Regions from separate parts of the Mus musculus genome. Here all the other regions are linked to region 2. A link is a contact called in public promoter capture Hi-C data. All regions are on one chromosome and are shown on one strand. Each heading gives the region's core, a stretch centred on a gene start, on an enhancer-like site or on the middle of the called end of the contact. The rest is flanking DNA. Distances are from core to core; before and after follow the strand shown.

Region 1 (5,358 bases), core at 2,100-4,599, 1.1 Mb after region 2:
CAGGGAAGCCAAACAGGAGGGAGGTTTGAAGGGATGCCTCTTTGCCAGGCCTCAGCTGCTGTAGAGAAGGTCCTGCCCTCCTCCCCTGGGCTAAGTTCAAGCCTTACCTGAGCTGGGGGCGTCCAAGGAGCCATAGAAGAATTCCCACTTGGCTCGAGCGATTCTCTGGGCATGAGAGGAGACTTCCCGGGGGGAGGACCAGGTGTCCCCCTGAGCCAAAGAGGGAGTGAAAGGCACAGGACCCCAATGAGAACCAGACAGACAGACACAAGAATATGGAGTTCCAGAAAGAAAACCACACGGGACAGAGATGAAGGTGCAGGGATACAGTGACAGAGGGCAATAAAAGCTCATTTAGGACATTAAAGGATTTGGGTGACTGTAAGACAAACCTCAGTCCAACAGGGGCTGAGATTTGTCCCTTAGCTGAGGTACTAGGGCCCCAGGCAGCCCAAGGCAGATTTCATACCTGGTTTAGGAATCCGGTGTCTGCAGGTCCTCGGAAGTGCATGGCCAGGTGCTCAGGGGTCCCCCCCAGCCCATTGGGGAGGGAGGAGTAAAGCCCATCTGCCCCGATCTGGGGTGGGACCAATGGTCCACGTGAGGGGTCCCTGCTGCCAGGAAGAACAGAGCCTCCTCCAGCTGGGAGTGGGTCTGATGTGGATGCCTCTAGCCGCAACTTCCGGTTGCAGCCAGGTCCAAGGGCTGGGGTGGGCCTGGGGGCAGAAATCCCGCCCAGGTCCCAGCTCCGACTCAGGCCTCCAGAAGCAGGTAGGCCATTCAGTGGCCTCACACTGGCCTTCTCCACAAAACGGAAGATGACCACAGAACTCTGTGCCCCTGGTGGAGGCTGCCCAGTGGGTGAAGAGGGTCCCCAGGGTGAGGGAGCTATATGGGGTGAGGGAGGGGCTCGCAGAGGGGTACAAGGTGCTGTCACACGTCCCAGATCCCGGCCTCGAGGACCTGGGCCCACCACTCGTCGTATAAGGGATCCTGTGCTGCCATACATGCTGGCTGGGGGACTTTGGGGCACTGGGCCTTCGGGGAGCCAGCGACGAGGACATCGTGGTGGGGAGATGGCACAGTCGCCTTCTGAGCAGAAGCGCATGGCACCCTGGGCCATGCTGGAGCCGGGGGGTCAGGCTGGGGGGGCAGGGATGGCGAGGCCAGGCAGGGAGTAAGGGGGCTGCATGCTCTTCAGACAGGCCTGCAAGAGAGGAAGGAGAACATGGGTGGAGTGCTTTGGAGTCAGACAGGCGGGGCAGCAGAGACAGAGATGGGAAGGTGGGTTGGGCCTTCTAAAGTCCAGAGACCTATCCTGGGAATGTGGGATCAGCCATCCGGGGGACTCCTGCTTTGGAAAGCTTCCAGGGGCTCCTCTTCTTCTGTCTGGGAGCCCTGAGCATCACTTTATGGTGAAAGAGCAAGCTAATTCAGCTCATGGAGTTGTGTTCTGGGGCAGCCGGGAACTCTCTCTTGGGTGGAGGCTGGAATCTTATCTTCTGGATGATAGAGGCCATGTATCCTCTACAGTTCCACTTATGGGGGACCCTCACTTAGAATAGGAGAAACCATGCTTCTTTGAAGGAGAGGGAAGAAAAAGGGGGTTGCATGGGGGTGATGGAGTGTTGAGAGGGAAGAGGAGAGAAGGAAGGGTCTGAAGAGGCCTTAACATCGGTCCATAGATTGCTGAGTGGGGAATAGATATTCTATTCTCCATACCAGTACATGCACACACACACACACACACCCATGTATAAACACACACAAGAATTCATATACACACATGCAGAAGGACAAAGTATCAGTAGTTAACACATTCATAGGCAACACCCTCCAGTACACACGCAGTACTGCTCATAGACACACCCTCATACAATCACAGTCATAACAAATATGTGTATGATGGAAAAGCACATGCTTATCTTACACACACACACACACACACACACACACACACATCACCAAATAATAGCACACAAAGAGGTTCCCAAAATTCAGGCTCTCGTTCTCTGATGCACACAGAAACAGGTGTATCAGAGACCTCCTCGTCACAATCATAAACACAAATGCATATTTGCTCACAGAATCAGAGACACACATTCTCTCCTCCCCACACCAGTAACCAAGTCTGGGTGGGTGAGGGGGCTGCACCACATCCCTCTCCCTCAACTCCAGGGATATGAAATATCTTGCCCAGCCCAGAAGAGACCATAAAGGAAAACCGGGCCTCTGATGGCAAAGCAGCAGCATAGAGAAAGCTGTCAGGAGCAGCACCCCAGCCAGACAGGTTCTTAAAGCTCAACAGGAGCCTGGACCTCCCCTGTGAAGGCCCTCCTCCAAGGCACCCCAGTACTCACCGCTGCTCGTCAGGAGCTGGAATCGAAGAGAGGCAGAGAGGCTGGGCCCCGCTCAGCTGTAAAAGCAGCAAGGCTCCCGCTCGCTCCAGGCCCGCCCGCCCGCCTCTCAGTCCCTCCTCCACCCCTCCCCACGCTCTGCTCAAGCAACGCTAATCCCCCCCCCCCAACCTCCCTCCATTCCCAGGGCCCTAAGTCCCAAAGAATGTCACCACCTAGTCACTACCTAAGACTCACACCAGAGGAAAGGGAGAATGTGGAAGACCCCATTCTGTTCCCTAAACCCTCATATGCCCCACCCCACTCGTGTTCAGTTCTCTCTCGTCCATCATCTGAACCACACGTAGGGTCCAGATGCATACGCCTGTCCTGCTCCAGACCCCACGCGTGTCCCTAGGAGGCTGCCACATGACCTGTTACATGCCACACGCGCTCCCGCCCCCACAAGCACGCGGCCACGCAAAGCACACGGTACGGAGTAGATCGGACCCGCCCCCTAAAACCAGAAGACCCAACTATGGAAGGGACATTAAGCGAATGCAGTCATAAACACTTTGGGGTTCTGAACCTCAGACCCAGGAGTCCTGTCCTGAACCCCAACCCGGAGTGCAGAGGAAGGATAAATCAGACTCCAGGAGGAACTTCCTTACTGCCTAGGTTAATCGTCCCGCCTTTTCAGGGACGAGAGTTTAGAAGGGATGACCCCGAGACTGGGACAAGAAGCACAGGCAAACCTTGTGCCCTTGGCCAGGGTGGAAAAGGGTCTGGCTCTTTTAGGAAAACGCCACACGAGTTACTATGGTAACTATTCTCCTTTGGAAGGCCAAGACCGGCAAGTTATGACCTGGGAAGAAAGAGAGGGTCGATTCGGGTGGCCAGAGGGTGCGAGGACGTTCGAAGCGGGGGTGCGCGGGGCTCACCGCGGGGAGGGGTGGCGCGAGTTCCGCGAGGTGCTGAAGGGGACAGCGCCAGATTTGTCGTAATGCGCAAGCGCAGAGGCGCGAACAAAGGGGGGGGTGTGGAGGCGCGCGCCCGGAGGTGGTGCGCGCCCACATCAATCTTGCAGAGATCCTTCCAGGCTACCCCTTCCCCAAGTAGACTGAGACGAGGAAGCAATCCCCTCATCCACCTTCACCCTCTTGTGTCTTTCCGGTGCTAGTTGGCTTTTCTCTTTATGCTACAATTCAGTAATGAGGTAGTGTAGAAGGAATTCTGGGAAAACCAGGATTTCTGGGTTCTTTATCCTTGCTTCGTTTGATCCTGGTTAGGGAGCTTTCTCCCTAGAGCCTCGATTTGCCTGTCTTTAAAATGGACGGTCCTTCCTACCTTTGCTGATGTACCCAAACCCCTGATAAGGATGGGAAGCAGTTTTCGTTACGAAGCGGCTGAAATGTTTGCATAAGGGCACGCAATCATGTAGATAGGATGCAGCGGTCTTACAGTCTTTCGCATGCCCCACACCCACCTCAGATGTTGGAGGAAAATATTACGCCAGGGGTTCTCCAGAGAGGGACTTGGGCTTAGTATCTGGGGGTGCAGTGAAAGGGGAGCCTAGTGGTTGAGCTTTGGGAAGACAATGTCCCTACAATTAATCCAGGACCAGTCAAAGCAGTACGGCTAGTGGCCTGCACTGAGCAGGCAATTCCTCTCGGACTCTGGACCGCTGGAAAGCAGACCTGGCTGGTCCTATATAGTCCTTTGTCCTTAGGCAAAGAGCCGGACTACGCTGCCCTGAAGTGGAAAGAGATGGATGTCATGATTGTGCATTTCACAAGAAATGGCAGGTTTAAACAAGTGTGCTTGAGAGTAAAAGCCCTAGCGTCGCCCATTTAATCTAGTCTTTTGGCAGTTGCTTATTGAGCACCTAGTACATACCAGCTAGTTATAGTCTGGGCAGCCTCTCCCCCTTTTCTTTTTCCAAAGTCGCTTAAAGGCGACCAGAGGACAGAAGGAGGCACTGGGTAACCTAGGAGTCCTGGCTCCGCCCCTTCTGCCTTTGGCCTTGTCTGCTCCTCCCATCACCACTCAGAGGCGGCTACTGGCCCGCAACGGAGACCGAAAGCAGTGTTCGCTCGCCGCTACTCCAGCCTCGGGCTTCAAGCCCTGTAGCTGAGAAGACATCTAATGGTACATCACTGGTCCGTTCTGCCTCAGTTTCGGGATCCATCCGAAAAGCTTCCTGACAAGGATTCTCAGTGAGACCGCACTCGATTAAATCGGTCTGTCTCTTCCGACCAAGGAGGCGGGCTCGCCGCAGCCGCTTCAAGGCCAAAGCGAGTGGAGCTTACTGCGCACGCGCAGTAGACAGCGATGGAGCCACCAATGGAGCAGTCCGGAGGGGAGCAAGAACCAGGAGCTGTCAGGTACCGAGCACTGGAGGGGCCTAGGGAGGGAGGGCAGCCGAGTCTGGGCCGGACGCGGATCCCTCTTGCCAGCCGGGACTCTCGGGTATAACAGAAGGACTCGCACGTAACAGCGGCCCGGGGACGTCAACGCCGTTTTCCCCCTCAGGCTCCTGGACCTGCCCTGGGAAGACGTGCTGCTCCCGCACGTCCTGAACTGGGTCCCGCTGCGCCAGCTGCTCCGGCTGCAGCGCGTCAGTCGCGCCTTCCGGGCGCTCGTTCAGCTGCACTTGGCGAGGCTGCGCCGCTTCGACGCCGCTCAGGTGAGCCGGGGCCCGGAGCCACGCCCACGCCACGCCCCCGCGTGGGTACCACCGTCGCCCCGCCTCCAGGCCAGCCCCTGCTGCGCGGTAAACCCTTCCCGACCCCGGGTGAGACGTGGAGAATTCCAGAGGGCAGCGGCTCGGAGGGAGCTCGGTGTCCCTTCTGGGAGGGCAGGGGGCAAAGTCCCGAAGTTAGGCGGCTGCCAGGCAGTGGCCCGCCCCGGGGACAGACTTGAGTCTCCGTGTCTCCCGCCCGTAGGTGGGTCCACAGATTCCACGGGCGGCACTAGCCCGGCTACTGCGGGATGCTGAGGGGCTGCAGGAGCTGGCGCTGGC
Region 2 (5,503 bases), core at 1,388-3,887:
TTCGCCGTTTCTTGGGCGTCTGCCTCTGCCCAAAGATGGTCATCCCATCGCGGCCTGGAAAGAAATGACAGTGTATGCTCGCGACGAGAGAGTCAAGACCCCACCCAGACTCTCTCCCATAACTCTCCAACCGACTCAGGCCCGGGGTCCCGCTCTTGTTTCTTCTCCAATTCGATTCCACTCTCTAAACCTGAGCAAACTGGGCCATGGGACACCTCCTGTCTCTGGTCTCCTGAAAGTCCTAGGAAAAAAATGTTTTAATTTCTGCTCCCTAACAGTTGGTCTGAAAGAGCTAAAGTCTCACAGAGTGCAAGGAAACCACACAGAGACTCCCTAAATGTGTTGTGAACACCGATTCTCCACCCCTTTCCAATGGCCGGACTCCACCCTACCCAGGAGTTGTCAGGGGAAAAAAAATTTCGCCCTCTTCCCAGTCCAGGAGTAAGTCTAGGAGAGTCCAAGCGGACGGGAAGCCTAGGTAGCCGGCCAGACTCCGGGAAGAGCTTGGGTTCTCACACCTCTCTCAGATCACCTCAGAGGTCCCTAGGAACTAGGCTCCTGCGCCCCTGTCCCCAGTCTCAGCTGCAGAAGCCAGGACTGGAGGGGCCTGGCAGCCGGCGTGGGCAGAGGCAGGGGGTACGAAGGGCAGGACACTGCGTGTGGGCGACTGGGCGCAGGGGAATCTAGACTTGTGCCTACCTTCGGCTGCCTGCAGGACGCTGACCTCCAGCCCCTTAAAGGTCTTGCTGGCGAGCTCCTCCAAGGCGCAGAGAGGCGAGGTCTGCGAGAGCAGAGCGCGGCCCGCCAGGGGCAAGCCGCCCGGCGCGTGCTTGTCCGCGGCCGCCAGCAGGTGCGCCGCCCCACACAGCGAGTAACTTCTCCGCACGGACGGCTTGTTGAGGATGTCCTCGATGCTGAACGGCGTCAGCGGCTTGTTGGAGTTGGCGGGCGGCGGCAGGTGGTCCAGAGGGCTGCGTCGCCGCTCCTCCCCTGGCGCCGCCTTGCCGTCCTCCTTGGAAGTCATCTCGGCCTCGTTTGGGGGCCCGGCCGGGGCGGCTCGGGCCGGGGGGACCCAGCCCGCGGGCAGCTCGGACGCTGGACGGTGCGAGAGGAAGGCGAGAGGCGGGCAGGAGGCCGCGCCGGGCAGGGCGCGGATGGGCAAGCGGCCGATTAGCGCGGCGACCCGGGCGAGCGGAGTGGCGCGGGGCCCCGGGAGGAAAGCGCTGACGCGGGCGCCGCCACTGCCACCGCCGCCGCCGCCGCCACCGCCGGGGTTTCCAGCAAGCCCGGGCCGGAGCCGGGAAGCGCCGCGCCGGGCTCCAGTTTCGCCAGCCCCGGTGCTATTTAAAGGTGTCAGGTGGCTCCGCCGCGGCGGCTCCTGGCCCGGGGTCCTGGCGGCGGCAGTTGGAAGAACCGAGGCGAGGGCGCCGATCCCGGACTGCGAGGGGAGGCGGAGAGACGGGGCAATTGACTATTGCTAACAAGTTAGCCTTGATCGAGGAGTAATCAATTATCTGCAGCTGAACTTCTCTTTCTTCGCTCTCCCTTCTTTCTCCTCTCCCTTCTTTCTCTCTGTTCTCTCTCCTCCCTGTCCTCTCTCTCTCTCTCCCTCCCTCCCTCCCTCTCTTCACTCCACTCTGCTCCCCCCGTCCCTCTCCTTCTCTACCTCTCCCTCGCCCTCTCTTTCACTCTCTGTCTGTCCAATGCAGGCGGCTCTAAGTTGGGAAGCTCATTAATTAGCGGGCCGGGGTAGGAGGAGCCGGCTGGAATTAGCCTGCCTAATGCGCCTGTCAGTCCCGGCTCTACGCCGTGCTCGGCCCGAGATGTTTGTAAATTACATTAGAGGTGCCTTTATTGCTCCCGAACCTGGGGTGACTAAAAAGCCACCGCCCCCCACCCCCCACCCCAAACTGAGAGCAGTGCTCTGGGCACACCCGTCTCCCGCCGGCCTGGCCGAGATGGCAGCACCAGCCCGGAGATCTCAGGCTCTGCAAGCCGCAGTTGGGAAGCTTGAGAAGGGTACCAGGATCCCCAGCCGCGGAGTGACGCGGTCGCCGCGCGGGCCAGGTAAGAACTGGAGCCCAGGCGGGTCCTGCTGCTACCCAGTGTGGACTTTGATGATCCCAGATCAAGAAGCCAGCGTCCCTATTCTTACACACTCTTGTCTCTCCCCCCCACCCCCCAACCCCAGCCCTGGGCCGTGAGCCCGAGAAAAGGAGAAGCTGAAGGCTCCGGGGGCTGGCCCCTAGGAGGTCAGAGCGGGCTGCACAGCCTTGGGTGGGCGACACGGGACAGAGGTGGGGATCCTAAGGGCTGGGGGAGGGGAACAATTGGAGGGCTCAGCCTTCCCCACCCGAAGAGGCGGAGGGAGGAGTTGGCTGTTCTGCACGCCTCTCCCCTGATCTGAGCCTGAGGCGGGCGCCCTACCTCCTTCTGCAATCTTGCACACTCTTTCCTCCCGCCGTGGCTCTCGGGGCAAGCTAGGGCCACCACATGTCTGATGACGGACGTCTGACGGAAACTCGGCCGGGTGTCGGGGTTACCCGGGCGGGTTCCGGGCTTCCCCGCTGCTCTCTGCCCCGGCCAGGGCCGGGGCCCCGCTGCCCGCCCCGCCCAGCCGGGCACAGGGCTTGAGTGTACAGCACGGCCCGACTCCAGCTGTTCCGGATGCGGGGTGGGGGCCGGGAAGGGGCCGGGCCAGGGCTGGGGCTGTGCTCTCAGAAACTCGCAGCGAGGCCGGAGAATCTGGTTGTGGATCCCAGGGCCTGGAATCTCTGAATATTAGGCGAGCATTTTGTGTGCATCGTTATTTGAAAATGTTTGGTTTTCTTTTCTTTCTTTCTTTCTTTCTTTCTTTCTTTCTTTCTTTCTTTCTTTCTTTTTTTTTAACGTGTGTTTTGGCGTGTGGTACTCCGTGTGTCTTTTTTTTAACCGTTTATGGATCTCTGGGCATTTAGGCGGGTTTGAGTCTCAGCTATGCCTTTCTTTTCCCTTAAAACGCGACAGTGGGGCTGTGCTCTGGGGCCCTCTTCTCTCTTGCTACTCCATCTGGTTTATGTTGGGCCCGGATTTTCCACTTCTTCTCTTGGAAAAAGGAGGAAAGTAAGAGGGTGTAGGAACCAGACGGAAGAATACTTCTCCCTTCACTAGCTGCACACATCAGACTTGCTTTGTTTGTAAACTCCTGGATGGTCTGTGTACTCCAGAAGCACAACTTGGGTCAGAGAAAGGTTTCAAGAGCAGCTGGAGAATTTGTGGACCAGGGTAGGGAGTGGGACAGAAAGAATGGGATCCTCCCTATAGGCAGAGAGGGAGGGGGGGGGGGACTTAGCTGGGCTGGGGACTGGAACAGGCTTCTTCGGTGCAGGGGCCTGATATTTATTTAATCATTTGGATTCATGGCATTGTAGCCTTGAGGAGTAGAGAAAAGGATTTGTACCTGGAGTTCCCAGTGTGATGGGGGAACTGGCCTGCTTGGGAATGCTAGAAGCCATCTTTCTACTTCCTTCCCAGACTTCACCCTGCATCTTCGGGAGGTGGGGAGAAGGTAGGGGGTGCTCTGAGGCAGAAATGCTGATAGTAGAGGCTGGAGTTTCCTGAGTGCCACAGATCCATCCCAGGTCCTGATGCAGCAGCATCTCCTGCCTCCCACCTCCCAATCTCTCTGTCATCCCTGATGCCCTGGAAGCCCCAGGAGGTGCTAAGCCTTGTAACAGGAAGGTCTAGGGACTGGTGGAAGGAACAAGAGGGAGAAAGGGCCAGGGAAGCCTTGAAGGAGGGCACAGGGTACATCTGCTCTCTCCCTACTTCCTGCCTTCAGGATCCTGCCCTTCCCTGTTATAACACCAGGCCCTTGATGAAGACTACACCTTAAAGTTAAGCCCAGCGTTGTGGCTCACCTCCCAGTTTCTGAAGACAGGGAGAGTTGAGGATTTCTGAGAAACTGCCGAGAGGGGTGGAATGTGAACTGGGGAGCAGAAAGACCCATGCTCTCTGAGATCTTTGTTCATATCTTGTCAATTTCATTGACGTTCTACAGTCATTTGCTGTTTTACCTCCATGCACCTCCCCTTCCTGCCTTGCCCTATCCTGTGGTTTTGCTTCTTTGGCCTAATTGGTTAGCCCCTCAGCCAGGAGCTCAGCATGCAAGGAGCTGTGGTGCCACCTGGCATTTTGATGTTTCTGTTCATTTTGCCCAGATTAGTTGTCCAGGCCACCTTGAAACCTATTTACTTGCCCTGGCTGCCTCCTTTTCCTGAACCTGAAAGTCTACCCTATCTTCAACTTCCCAGCCCCCAAGAAAAAAAAAAGCTGTGTGGTACACCTGGGGTCTTCTAGAATCTTGGGAACCCAAATCCACTGGTCTTTAGTACCCCTCCTGAAGAGCAATGGTGTCTACTCTGAGTTGGTGATAACACTCCCCCTCCTCTTCCCCTTCTCTCCTGCCAGAGTTTGGGACCCTTGAGTACAAGAGCCTCATTCAGGGGACTCCAAGCAAACTGGATCTACCCACTCCTGGGAGACACCCAGTTCTTACCCATCAAAGATGTCAGATGAGTTCCCATACAGCAAATAAGGTCAAAATGATTGTACAAGGTGGAGGGGAATGGCCCTGGGCCAGACGGTGCTCTCAGAGGAGTTGAGAGATCACAAGAATCAAAAAGGAGAGCAAGCTTCTGAATCAGAGAGTTCAGTGGGAGGATTGGAAGAAACCCAGTCGCCAAAGTTCCGACTTCCTCTTCCTATCCACACGCCCTCCCGGGACTCCTCACACACCCCAGTCACCCGCCCAGGGACTTTTTAGCTGGACCCTGAAATCTCCTCCGCTGCCCCAGAGGGACACCCATTGCAGGGACACCCATTGCAGGGACACCCATTGCAGGGACACCCATTGCAGAGGCTGCTGTTCCTGTGTCCCTGAGCATTGAATTATTGTGGCTCGAGTCCAGCCTCACTCCATCTCCAATGGAAGGAATTATTCTGACAAAATAACTGTTGGTAGTCTAATTTAGGGGAAATCCCAAACAAAGAGGGGGGGAGAAATATTCCATAAATTGTTATGGACTTGTGTTCTAAGGGGAACCCTGCAGACCCAAATGAAACAAGTTGTTTCTTAGCAAAGGACAATAATTCACTTAACCCATCCCCCAGGCTCATCAGATTCACCCCAGGTTACTTGGGTAGCCCCAATCATTTCCACCACCTACTCTCAAGCCAGACTTCCTTCTCAAGAGGACAGTCTGGGTCTGGCACCACTCTATATAAGTAATGGCCACTAGTTCTGATGGCTTTTGTCCCGTAGGGATTGCTACCCAGTCCCTGAACTTCAGAGAGTCCTTCTGCCATAGTCCTATCAACCTGGCTGAGCTAGGATTAGTCATCTTGGGTTTTATATTCTGTCCTGGGCCATGTCTATAACAGGAACAATAGCCATGACTATAAATAAAATACCATAAACCCTTACTTTGCCTGGTTCCCAGATAAGCTTTATTCATTTGTTACT
Region 3 (5,539 bases), core at 2,043-4,542, 1.5 Mb after region 2:
AGCCAGATCTTAAAGCAACCAATCAGCTTATCCAAAATCAAGAAGCAGAGAGCAGTGGAGGCTCACATTCAACTATTCTCTCCTTACACAGTCCTGGCCCTCAGCCCATGGAACGGAGCTACCAACAGTTCAGGGATGTCTTCTCATGTCACTGTGTAGACTAACCTAATATAGATAACCCCTCATAGACATGTCCAGAGACTAACCTAATCTAGACAATCCCTTATAGATGTGTCCAGAGGCTAACCTAATCTAGATAATCCCTCATAGACACATCTAGAGGCTAACCTAATATAATCCCTCATAGGCTAACCTAATATAGAGAATCCCTCATAGGCATGTCTGGAAGCTAACTGTCTTAGTTAGGGTTTTACTGCTGTGAGCAGGCACCATGACCAAGGCAACTCTTATAAGGACATTTAATTGGGGTTGGCTTACAGGTTCAGAGGTTCAGTCCATTATCATCAAGGCAGGAGCATGGCAGCATCCAGGCAGGTGTGGTGCAGGAGGAACCGAGAGTTCTACAACTTCATCTAAAGGCTGCCAGCAGAATACTGGCTTCCAGGTAGCTAGAGTGAGGGTCTTAAACCCATGCCCACAGTGACACACCTAGTCCATCAGGGCCACACCTTCTAATAGTGCCACTTCCTGGGCCGAGCTACACTAACCTAATCTAGATAATCCCTCAGAGACACATCAGAAGCTAACCTAATATAATCCTTTATAGGCTAACTTAATCTAGATAATCCTTCATAGACTTGTCCAGAGGCTAACCCTAGCTACATAATCCCTTAGAGATGTGTCCAGCGGTTGACCTAATCTAGTTAAAACTTCATATACAAATCAGAGGCTAACCTGATTTAGGTAATCCCTTGCAGCCAAGTTAGGCTTATCTTCTAGGTAATTCTAGGCCCTGTCCAATTGACAATGCTAACCATCACAGTTGCCAAGGAACCTTTCTTTCTTCCAGTAAATGAGAGCATTTACCTATGATTACAGTGGCTATCGTAAGACCACGGGACACAACTGTGGTACCCGGAAGTTAAGACACATTTTAATGATCTTATTTGTTAGAGTCCTAGAAAACTGCAGGTTTATAGCTGGGAAAGGAGAAAGTCCACAGCTGTAATAAATTTAGGCTTTAAACATGGCTTATTGGGATTTTAACATTTTTATCTGAAATAACTCTGTTGTCATGATGCATGATTTTAAACACACACCACTCAGGAGGAAAGGGCAGGTAGATCTCTGTAAGCTGGAGGCTAGCCTGAGCTACATACTTGTCTTAAAAACTAACGAAGAGACATCTTATTCAGCGGTACTAACAATAGCCTGGGAGAATTAAAATATGAAGTTAGTGTTAAGCTATGACATTAAAGCCAGCAAGTTAGTAATACTAGATAAAGGACTGTGCATAACGAGGTAAATCATGTGTCAAGTTTTTTAAAAAGAATAAACAGTAGCTGGAAAGATGGCTCAATGGATAAGAGCAAACATTGCTGTTGCAGAAGCCCAGAGTTTGATTCCCAGCACCCAACCCTTTATGAATAGCTTGCAACCACCTGAGCTCCAGGGTATCTGATGCTGCCTTGGGACCTCTGAGGGCACCTGCAGGCATGTGCACAAACCACTCCCCCTCCCCCAACACACACATAAAAATGCACACAAGTAAAAATAAATTGCCAGGTGGTGGTGGCAAATGCCTTTAATCCTAACACTTAAGAGGCAGAGGCAAGAGGATCTCTATGAGTTCAAGGCCAGCCTGGTCTAGAGAGTGAGTTCCAGGATAGCCAGGGCTACATAGAGAGACTCTGTTTTGAACATAAATAAATAAAAGTAAAAAATTGAAGATGGAGACATGACTCAGTGGTTAAGAGCACTGACAGCTCTTCTAGAGGTCCTGGGTTCACTTTCTTGCACCCACACTGGAGAGCTCACATAGGTCTGTAACTTTGATTGCACAGATCAAACACCCTCTTCTGGCCTTCAAAGGCACACGCGTCCACATGGTACACAAACAGATAGGCAGGCACATACTTATAAATAAAATAAAAATAAGAAATAAACTATAAGTAAACAAATGTACAGAAAGCAGAGCTGACCTACAGTAAAATTTTGTTTGAATTTTTTTTCTTTTTCCTCTTTTTTAAAGATTTATTTATTTTATTTAGGTGAGTACACGGTAGCTGCCTTCAGATGCACCAGAAGAGGACATCAGATCCCATTACAGATGGTTGTGAGCCACCATGTGGTTGCTGGGAATTGAACTCAGGACCTCTGGAAGTGCAGTCAGTGAGCCATCCTCCAGCCCAAGAATTTTCTTGGATGAACTTTTTTTTTTTAACCAACCTCTACAGACTCTCAATTTAGGATTTTCAAGTTCCTATTGCTATCCACTTCTTTCAGAGGTCCCAGTGTACATCATTTGACTCCATTGCTTTGGGATTATGGCACCACAGTGCACCATGTGGTGGAGGGTTGTTCACTCCAAGGTCGGGATGGAAAGAGAGACAAAAAGGGACCAGGATCACAATATCCCTTCAAAGGGTATACTCCAGGGACCTAACATCATAGTAGGACTTGCTTCCAAAGTAATTATAAGCAGAGTTTTAATTAAAAGGCTATTCATAAATACAAACTACTAATGATTAAAAAAAAAAAAAAAAGCCAGGTGGTGGTGGCACACATAGATGGATCTCCGTGAGTTTGAGGCCAGCCTAGTCTACAGTCAGGACTACACAGAGAAACCCTGTCTTGAAAACACATACGCACACACACACAGAATTTAATGATGTTGACATTTCTTTACCTTAGTCATTTGAATTTCATTTTCTTTGGCCTGTGCCCTTTGCTAATTTCAATAAAATATGTTAGAATTGAACAGGGTCTCTATTTTATTTTATAGATATTTTATTTTATAGATGTGGTCTCATGTATCACAGGTCGGCCTCCACTTGCTATACAGCCAAGAAAGACCCTGAACTTCTGACAGAGTTGTATTAATGTGCCTAGGTAACGCAGTGCTGGCCCTAAAACAGATAACAGAAGACACAGGGGTTGAGTAATTTGTAGCCACATCACTCCTTGGGATGCTATCCAGATCTTCTGACTCTAAACTAGAGATTCACCTAAATTATATTCTATCCCCTCCAGGGTAGCCTGCCTAAACGGTATCCTCCTTCCATGTCCATCAACTGAACATTTTAAGTAATTTTAGTAAGCAGTTTGAGCTAAGCGCATGCGGTCCTTCCTCTTCGCACGATTGGACGGTTGCGTCTCTTTTGGCCCCAGGGACTCGCCGTCGTCCGGCTGCGGGTGATCGCTAGTTGAGGTGATGGCGACTGGGACGCCGGATTCGCAAGCCCGATTTGGTCAGTCCGTGAAGGGGCTTCTCACGGAGAAGGTGAACACCTGTGGCACCGATGTAATCGCGCTCACCAAGCAGGTGCTGAAAGGCTCGCGGAGCTCCGAGGTGAGCGGGGCGTGGGCTCCCCGGGCCCAGTCCTCCTCCCAGCGCTGGCTCCGGGAGAGGCGGCGCATTGCATCCTGGGGAGTGTAGGCTTTTGGCCCAGGCGCGTGTTGCATTCTGGGTGAGTTTCTTCAGTTTAGGTTGAATGCTTGTAGTTGGAAGAGATGATGGGTGGGAAGGGGAGAAGCACAGGCGGGCAGATGAGCTGCGGCTCCTACACAGTGCCTGTTTGTGTTCATGGGCGTCTGTAGTGAACATCAGTCGCTTTTCGAATCTCGGCTTGGCGATGGCCTCAACTTCCAAGATTTCTTACACCTCTCTCTTTGTGGGTTTATTCTTTATATTTCTGGCCAAGCTCTTCACTGTTTCCTAGACAAGCTTTTTCTTTTGCCCTACCATCTCCTCCCCCTTTCTCCATCCTCCATCCGATTCTATGAATGGAATGATTTGATGACACGTACACGCTGCTTGTTGAGGTCGTTATCTGCCCTAGAGAAACCGTGTGCCCACACAAAGACACGTACATGTTCATACACTTTTCCTCATGAGACAACTCACACGCTCATGGACAGGTAAACGGGCATATGAGATGCAATGACCTCGTCTTTGGTATGTATTTACTAATGGAAAATTAAACGTATGGCGGTGCCTAATGGGCACACCTTAGTCTGAGCTCTCAAGAGACCTGGGATACAGAAGGGACTGCTTAGAAAACTTCCAATTTCACCTTCCTTAGTAACCCCTACCTTAGTAACCCTTCGGCAAGTGGTTACCGTTTCCAACTTAGTTTTCATAGGAACGGCACCTGCTTTCCTATGTAGTTGCAATAATGACACACTATGTTCTCAGGCCTTTGGATCTGTGCATGGATGTTCACAACATCTGACTTATATTACTTTAAACCTGCAGTGTAGCAAGAGCTGGCTTTCACTGACAGTGGCTGCAAAACAAAATAAAAATCCCATTACAAGAAGTGCTCGCCCTTACTGTATAACAGCTGTTGACATTGCTGACCTGATGATCTCTGGTGACATGTTTTGCATGTGGTCCCATCTGACACGTTGCTTTTAGGAATCTGTGTCAGGGGAAAGTTTGAAGAAATTAAAGAATTGTTATATTGCTTTTTTTTTTGCAGATATAAATTATGCAAATCATGGTTTCACCATTTGACACTTTATCATGGTTGCACAGAGTTCCTGGGTCGTTTTTTGTTGGCAGTCAAGTTGACTTTCCTTTCTTTTTTTTTTTTTTTTTTTTTTTGCTATTTCTAGATTCTGTTTCTTTTGTAGAAAGTGTATGTGTATGTAAAATGTTGCATACATCATACAAATGTGCACACACATTCTTCTAGATAAACAAATTGGGGGAAGAAATGCTATAAATAGGCTTAAACTTTTTAAAGGTGGGTTTGGGGCCAGCAAAATAGCTCAGCAAGACAAAGTGTGTGCTACCAAGCTGGACCATCCAAGTTTCTGTCCGAAACTGGGACCCATATGGTGGAAAGAAAAAAAAAACCAAACTTTGAAAAGTTATCATCAAGCTTCCACAAGTGTGGAAGCCATGGTACACACATCCTTTTCTCTCCTCCACAGATTAAGTAAATAAATGCAATTAAACTTTTTTTTTTTAAAGCCAAGTATAGTAGCACATGTCCTTAATCCCCGCAATTGGGAGGAAGAAGCAGGCAGAGCTCTGTGAGTTTGGTCTACAGAGTGAGTTCTAGCTTAGCCAGCCTGGCTGTCCTGAAACTCACTCTGTAGACCAGGCTGGCCTCAAACTCAGAAATCTGCCTGCCTCTGCCTCCCGAGTGCTGGGATTAAAGGTGTGCGCCACCACGCCTGGCAAGAGATGGTATTATATTTAAATCTAGTATATATTGAACATCATAATGAATTTACCTTTGCATGGTACTAGTTGGACACGCTACCAAAAAAATCACTGCCACCATTGGTTGCCCCTGAAGTAGCCCATTCCTTCCCGTTCCTCATCGTTCTATGTGTCTCTCACACAGGCATCTTCTCCTATCGGAGAGTTTGAGTGTGAGCCCATTAAACAGCATGGATTAAACCA
Region 4 (5,332 bases), core at 1,545-4,044, 1.5 Mb after region 2:
ACACCGCTGGCTACCTCTTAAAAATCTCAGACCCTCTGTGGCCTTTCATGGATTAAAATATGGTCGAAGTTGAGGTTTTGTGGTGTTAGCCCCCTCCCCTCCCCAGCATTTCAGGAGAGGCTTCCTACAAGCCCCATCGCCTTCTATCCCCAGAAGGATAGGTTGCGGAGCCCCAGAAACCACTCACTGCAAACCGCACCAGCAGCTTCTCTCTAACCTTAGAGAGCCTCTGAGACTGAGGGGATAACTCTAATGGAAGGAAAAATGGATTGGCTCAGGTGTCTAGACAGCTTTGTGTGTGTTGAGTATTCACGCAGAGTAGCAGCTCATATCCACCACCGAGGAGAAAGATGGCTCAGCAATGCCCCGTGTGAATCTAAGCCCGGCTCAGTTTGTGGTGTCGCCTGGGAGGTACTCTTCTGTTTTGCTTAAGTCTTGAACCTCTAGCCCGCTTCAGGATTGCTCAGACTGCACTTTCCTGACCGCTGCTTTCTCTGCACAGGAAATGTCTGTAGGGCTGGCAAGTACTTCTTCCTGTCTCTGCACTCCCACTCCAAATGGTGCATTCAATATTCGAGAACCACTAACTGTCTTCCCTCTTAGCCTGGAACACACTTTGTCCTCACATTTTCAGTTAGCTGGCTTAGAAGCCCTGTGTCTGTCCTGAACCTTTGTCAGACATCTAAAGACCTCAACTTATAAACTGTAAATACTACTCTTGTAAGCTCATAAGAGACCTAAGAATCCCATTTTCTTCATCTAAAGTGATTTTTCCAATATAGCAGTATGAGAATAGGAAGTAGGGGAAAAATCCCCCAGACACCAGAGGGCTAGGACTAGAGTTGACCATTTACTTAAAATAATCAAAGTAAAAGCTTCTTTATTTCTTTAACACTTTTTATATCATGTTTTGAATATCTATAGGTGTGTTCTAGGGTGAACTGATATAACAGTGTACAAAAATTCTAGAGAGGACAGATTATCAACCAAATGAGTAATTTACACATGGTATTAGTAAATGATCTTTGCTTTGAAGAAAAATAAGGGAGAGATGGAGTCTGGTGGCTTTGAGCAAAGCCTTTAAACAGGGCTATGTTGGCATCTGAAAGAAGTTGAGTCCCATCCACAGGACATGGCACATGCGAAGACGCCAGGAAGATCCCCTGGCAGTGACTGAGAAAATGACAGAGCCTGGTTGGGGCAGAGCTTGCAGAACCTTGTAGGCGATGAGAGCACTCTGGCTTTTGTCAGGAGATGAGGAGTTAGGGGAGGGCTCAAATATGGGAGCAATGGGCCCTGGGTTGACAAGTCATTAGTTGGAAGGTCAGGGGAATGGTTGAGGACAAGCATAAAAGAAGACAGAATTGCGGCCGGGCGTGGTGGCGCACGCCTTTAATCCCAGCACTCGGGAGGCAGAGGCAGGCGGATTTCTGAGTTCAAGGTCAGCCTGGTCTACAAAGTGAGCTCCAGGACAGCCAGGGCTATACAGAGAAACCCTGTAAACAACAACAAAACAAAACAAAACAACAAAAAAAAAAAAAAAAAAAAAAGAGAGAATTGCGAGGATACCGCTGAAATGAGCCCAGAAATCACTCGTCCTGGAAATTATAAAAAACACTGTGGGTGTTCACAAAAAAGGAAGAGTATTGTGTTTATGGAATACAAAGTAAGATCAGGAAAAACATTTTAAAACGCGCTTCAGTTGGGAGGCAGAAAGTTCAGTTTGGGAGCTACTGTGCTACCGCATCTAGTCTGATGCAATGGACTTGAGAGTCCTGGTGAGCTGTGCTCCACAATGAATCTTCTCCGGAGCTAACAGCGTTTGACCTGTGCATTTCATAATAAGCTTTCATGGGCCTTCTCAGGTTGCTCTCCCCTTCCTATTTCCCCAAATTGCCTGGGTGCACGTTAAAAAACAAAACAAAACAAAACAAAACAAAACCAAAAATAGGGTCCATCTCATTCTGTGATTATAGCAGGACTACAGGAGAATCCCTGTGATGACAAAGTTTGGGAAGCTGACCACACTTTGAGAGGTTTGTTGAGAGCTAGAAAACAGCAAAGGTCGTCCGTGAGGGCCGGCAGGTGGCGCCACATGATCGTGAGCAGCTGAGGGCTCACAGAGTCACGGAGACCGCAGGTCCTCGGCGTTGCTAGGGCCACCCTGTCACCGCGAATCTCCAGAGGAACCGCATGCAGGGGTAGTGGGCTGGGGGGCTTGACTAGTATCCCGATTTGGTTTTAGGCTATGTGCATCGTAAGCTGTCTCCAGTCCGGCTCTGGTGCTCCCAGGGAAGGAGGGCTCAGCCCATTCTGCGGCGACACGGAGCCCCGTGGAGCCCGCAAGTCCCTGCAGCAAGGACCCGAGGCCTCGCGCCTCAGGGCAGTATTGCAGGGCTGCCAAGCCGCGCGCGAGGATCTACTACAGAGACCCCACAGGGAGCGCCGCACCCGCGGACCGCTCCCTTTCATTGGCCGCCTGGAGGAAGACCACGCCCCCATCCCTACAGCGCTCATCTTTGACTGGCTCTTGCATCCGGGATGGCCACGCCTCCTCCCCGCGCATACACAAGAGTCACGCGCCTTTCAGTTGGAAACTTGGCATGCAGAGGAGGACAGTGGCCCTCATCTCCCCGCCCACCTCCCGTGCCATTGGTGCGGCACGCCGACTGCGACCACGCCCCCATTCCAGCCCCCTGGCTGGGAAGGCGGGCACCCGCTCTTGATTGGCTGGCAGACCTGCCTCTCGCGGGAGAGGCTAGCACGCCCCTCCCTCCGCTCCCTCCTCCCTCGAGCCCGGGGGTTCCTCAGCTGGCTCAGTCCGAATCAGTGTCATTCAGAGAGAAGGACAGCTAAGGGCTGGGCGCGAACGCGCGGTTGCAGTCCTGCTCGGGCGCCGGTGCCTGCGCTCGCGCCGCCGGGTGGGAAGGATGAAGCCTCAGCTGGAGCAGCCACCCTATGATTGGCTGTGGCGCTTGTGAACCCGAAGTAAAGATGGCGGGCGGGCAGGCAGCCGCCGCACTGCCCACTTGGAAGATGGCGGCGCGCCGCAGCCTCAGTGCCCGCGGCCGGGGGGTCCTGCAAGCAGCTGCGGGCCGGCTGCTGCCGCTGCTACTGCTGAGCTGCTGCTGGGGAGCGGGCGGCTGCACAGCGGCCGGCGAGAACGAGGAGACCGTGATCATCGGGCTGCGGCTGGAGGATACGAACGACGTGTCGTTCATGGAAGGGGGTGCTCTGCGGGTGAGCGAGCGGACCCGGGTCAAGCTGCGGGTGTACGGGCAGAACATCAACAACGAGACGTGGTCCCGCATCGCCTTCACTGAGCACGAGCGGCGCCGGCACACACCCAGCGAGCGTGGGCTGGGGGGCCCCGCGCCTCCGGAGCCGGACAGCGGCCCCCAGCGCTGCGGCATCCGCACCTCAGACATCATCATCTTGCCCCACATCATTCTCAATCGCCGCACATCGGGCATCATCGAGATCGAGATTAAACCGCTGCGCAAGATGGAGAAGAGCAAGTCTTATTACCTGTGCACGTCTCTCTCCACGCCCGCACTAGGCGCCGGCGGCTCCGGGTCTGCGAGTGGCACCGTCGGGGGCAAGGGTGGCGCGGGGGTGGCCGGACTCCCGCCTCCTCCGTGGGCCGAGACCACCTGGATTTACCACGACGGTGAGGACACCAAGATGATAGTGGGCGAGGAGAAGAAGTTCTTGCTGCCCTTCTGGCTGCAAGTGATCTTCATCTCGCTGCTGCTGTGCCTGTCGGGCATGTTCAGCGGCCTCAACCTGGGGCTCATGGCTCTGGACCCGATGGAGCTGCGCATCGTGCAAAACTGCGGCACGGAGAAAGAGAAGAATTATGCCAAGCGCATCGAGCCGGTGCGCAGGCAGGGCAACTACCTGCTGTGCTCGCTGCTGCTGGGCAACGTACTGGTCAACACCACGCTCACCATCCTGCTGGACGACATTGCGGGCTCAGGCCTTGTGGCGGTGGTGGTCTCCACCATTGGCATCGTCATCTTCGGAGAAATCGTGCCCCAAGCCATCTGCTCCCGACACGGCCTGGCGGTAGGGGCCAACACCATCTTCCTCACCAAGTTTTTCATGATGATGACATTCCCCGCTTCTTATCCGGTTAGCAAACTGCTGGACTGCGTCCTGGGCCAGGAGATAGGCACGGTCTATAACCGGGAAAAACTGCTGGAGATGCTCCGGGTTACTGACCCCTATAACGACCTCGTTAAGGAAGAGCTGAACATCATCCAAGGGGCGCTGGAGCTCCGCACCAAGACGGTGGAGGACGTGATGACTCCCCTCAGGGACTGCTTCATGATAACCGGCGAGGCTATCCTGGACTTCAACACCATGTCGGAGATCATGGAGAGTGGCTACACTCGAATCCCGGTGTTCGAGGGAGAACGTTCCAACATCGTGGACCTGCTCTTTGTCAAAGACTTGGCCTTCGTGGATCCGGATGACTGTACTCCCTTGAAAACCATCACCAAGTTTTACAATCACCCTTTGCACTTCGTTTTCAACGACACCAAGTTGGACGCTATGCTGGAAGAATTTAAGAAAGGTGGGCAATTTTGCTTTTTTTTTTTTTTTTTTTTTAAATTGGCTTGCTCTTTCTGTCTCCGTCCTCCTCCCTCCTTGAACCCTCTACCCCTGAGACCAACCCCCCAAGGAGAGTTGACCGGATTTTCTCCCTTTCTTAATTGCAAATTTGAAAGGATGGCATGGACTTGGGGACGGATTGAACTCGTGAGCACTTCTAGGTTTAAAAGCCCAAAACTGCCATTACTTTTTCACACCATCAAAAAACAGGCTTTGTAATTCCAGTGTTTGAAATTTGACCCTCTAGGGGCCATCTACTTCATTCATTCATTGTAGGTGAAAGAAAGTACAGACCGGCTCGCTTACATCTGATCACAGACATTTGGAAAATATTTAAGTAGCCTTAAAAAAACTCAGTGCAGTCCTCCTCTTTTTTTTTTTTTGTTTGTTTGTTTTCTTCTTCTTTTTCCTTAAACATCCATGCTGACATCTCAAAGACTGGAAGTACATTTTTGACAGTTTTGATAGATTTTATTCTTGGCTATCGGGCATCCCGCAGGGTAGATTAAGGTCTTTGAGGGTGTTACATCCACATTATTTGGATGTAACTTCTCAGGCTGGAAAAGAGGGGGTTTGTTTTCTTTAAAGCAAACTTAGTTATTAATATATAACTTGGAAAGATTAGCGGTTAAGTTAACTTTTTATGAGGCTATAACCCCCTTTCTTCACTGTTTCTGTTTATCTGACAGCAAGTACAGTTCCCTAAAGCCAAGTG

Evidence for each region. Promoter capture Hi-C pulls out the DNA fragments that hold promoters and counts their contacts.
Region 1: a contact with region 2 is called in a promoter capture Hi-C map of pre-B cells, with 2.8 times the contacts expected there. The contact joins the promoter of Psd here to the promoter of Lbx1 in region 2. A contact is called at or near these places in 3 of 39 promoter capture datasets (embryonic stem cells, pre-B cells and stem cell-derived epiblast-like cells) and 4 of 484 Hi-C or Micro-C datasets (all in embryonic stem cells).
Region 3: a contact with region 2 is called in a promoter capture Hi-C map of pre-B cells, with 2.8 times the contacts expected there. The contact joins the promoter of Borcs7 here to the promoter of Lbx1 in region 2.
Region 4: a contact with region 2 is called in a promoter capture Hi-C map of pre-B cells, with 3 times the contacts expected there. The contact joins the promoter of Cnnm2 here to the promoter of Lbx1 in region 2. A contact is called at or near these places in 1 of 39 promoter capture datasets (pre-B cells) and 1 of 115 datasets of contacts at active chromatin or transcription factors (microglia).

What each region holds. Positions count from the first base shown.
Region 1 is chr19:46,323,807-46,329,164 of GRCm38.p6, forward strand. It overlaps Psd (pleckstrin and Sec7 domain containing), which reads right to left and starts at 3,350. Exons shown (of 18, transcript NM_028627.2): 1 at 3,278-3,350; 2 at 2,361-2,416; 3 at 470-1,207; 4 at 108-210. The coding sequence starts at 1,123. Fbxl15 (F-box and leucine-rich repeat protein 15) reads left to right here and starts at 4,378. Exons shown (of 4, transcript NM_133694.2): 1 at 4,378-4,720; 2 at 4,869-5,022; 3 at 5,282-5,358. The coding sequence starts at 4,668.
Region 2 is chr19:45,234,204-45,239,706 of GRCm38.p6, forward strand. Lbx1 (ladybird homeobox 1) reads right to left here and starts at 2,638. Exons shown (of 3, transcript NM_010691.6): 1 at 2,428-2,638; 2 at 700-1,438; 3 at 1-54. The coding sequence starts at 1,024.
Region 3 is chr19:46,686,614-46,692,152 of GRCm38.p6, forward strand. Borcs7 (BLOC-1 related complex subunit 7) reads left to right here and starts at 3,293. Exons shown (of 5, transcript NM_025563.3): 1 at 3,293-3,472. The coding sequence starts at 3,335.
Region 4 is chr19:46,758,815-46,764,146 of GRCm38.p6, forward strand. Cnnm2 (cyclin M2) reads left to right here and starts at 2,795. Exons shown (of 8, transcript NM_033569.3): 1 at 2,795-4,579. The coding sequence starts at 2,959.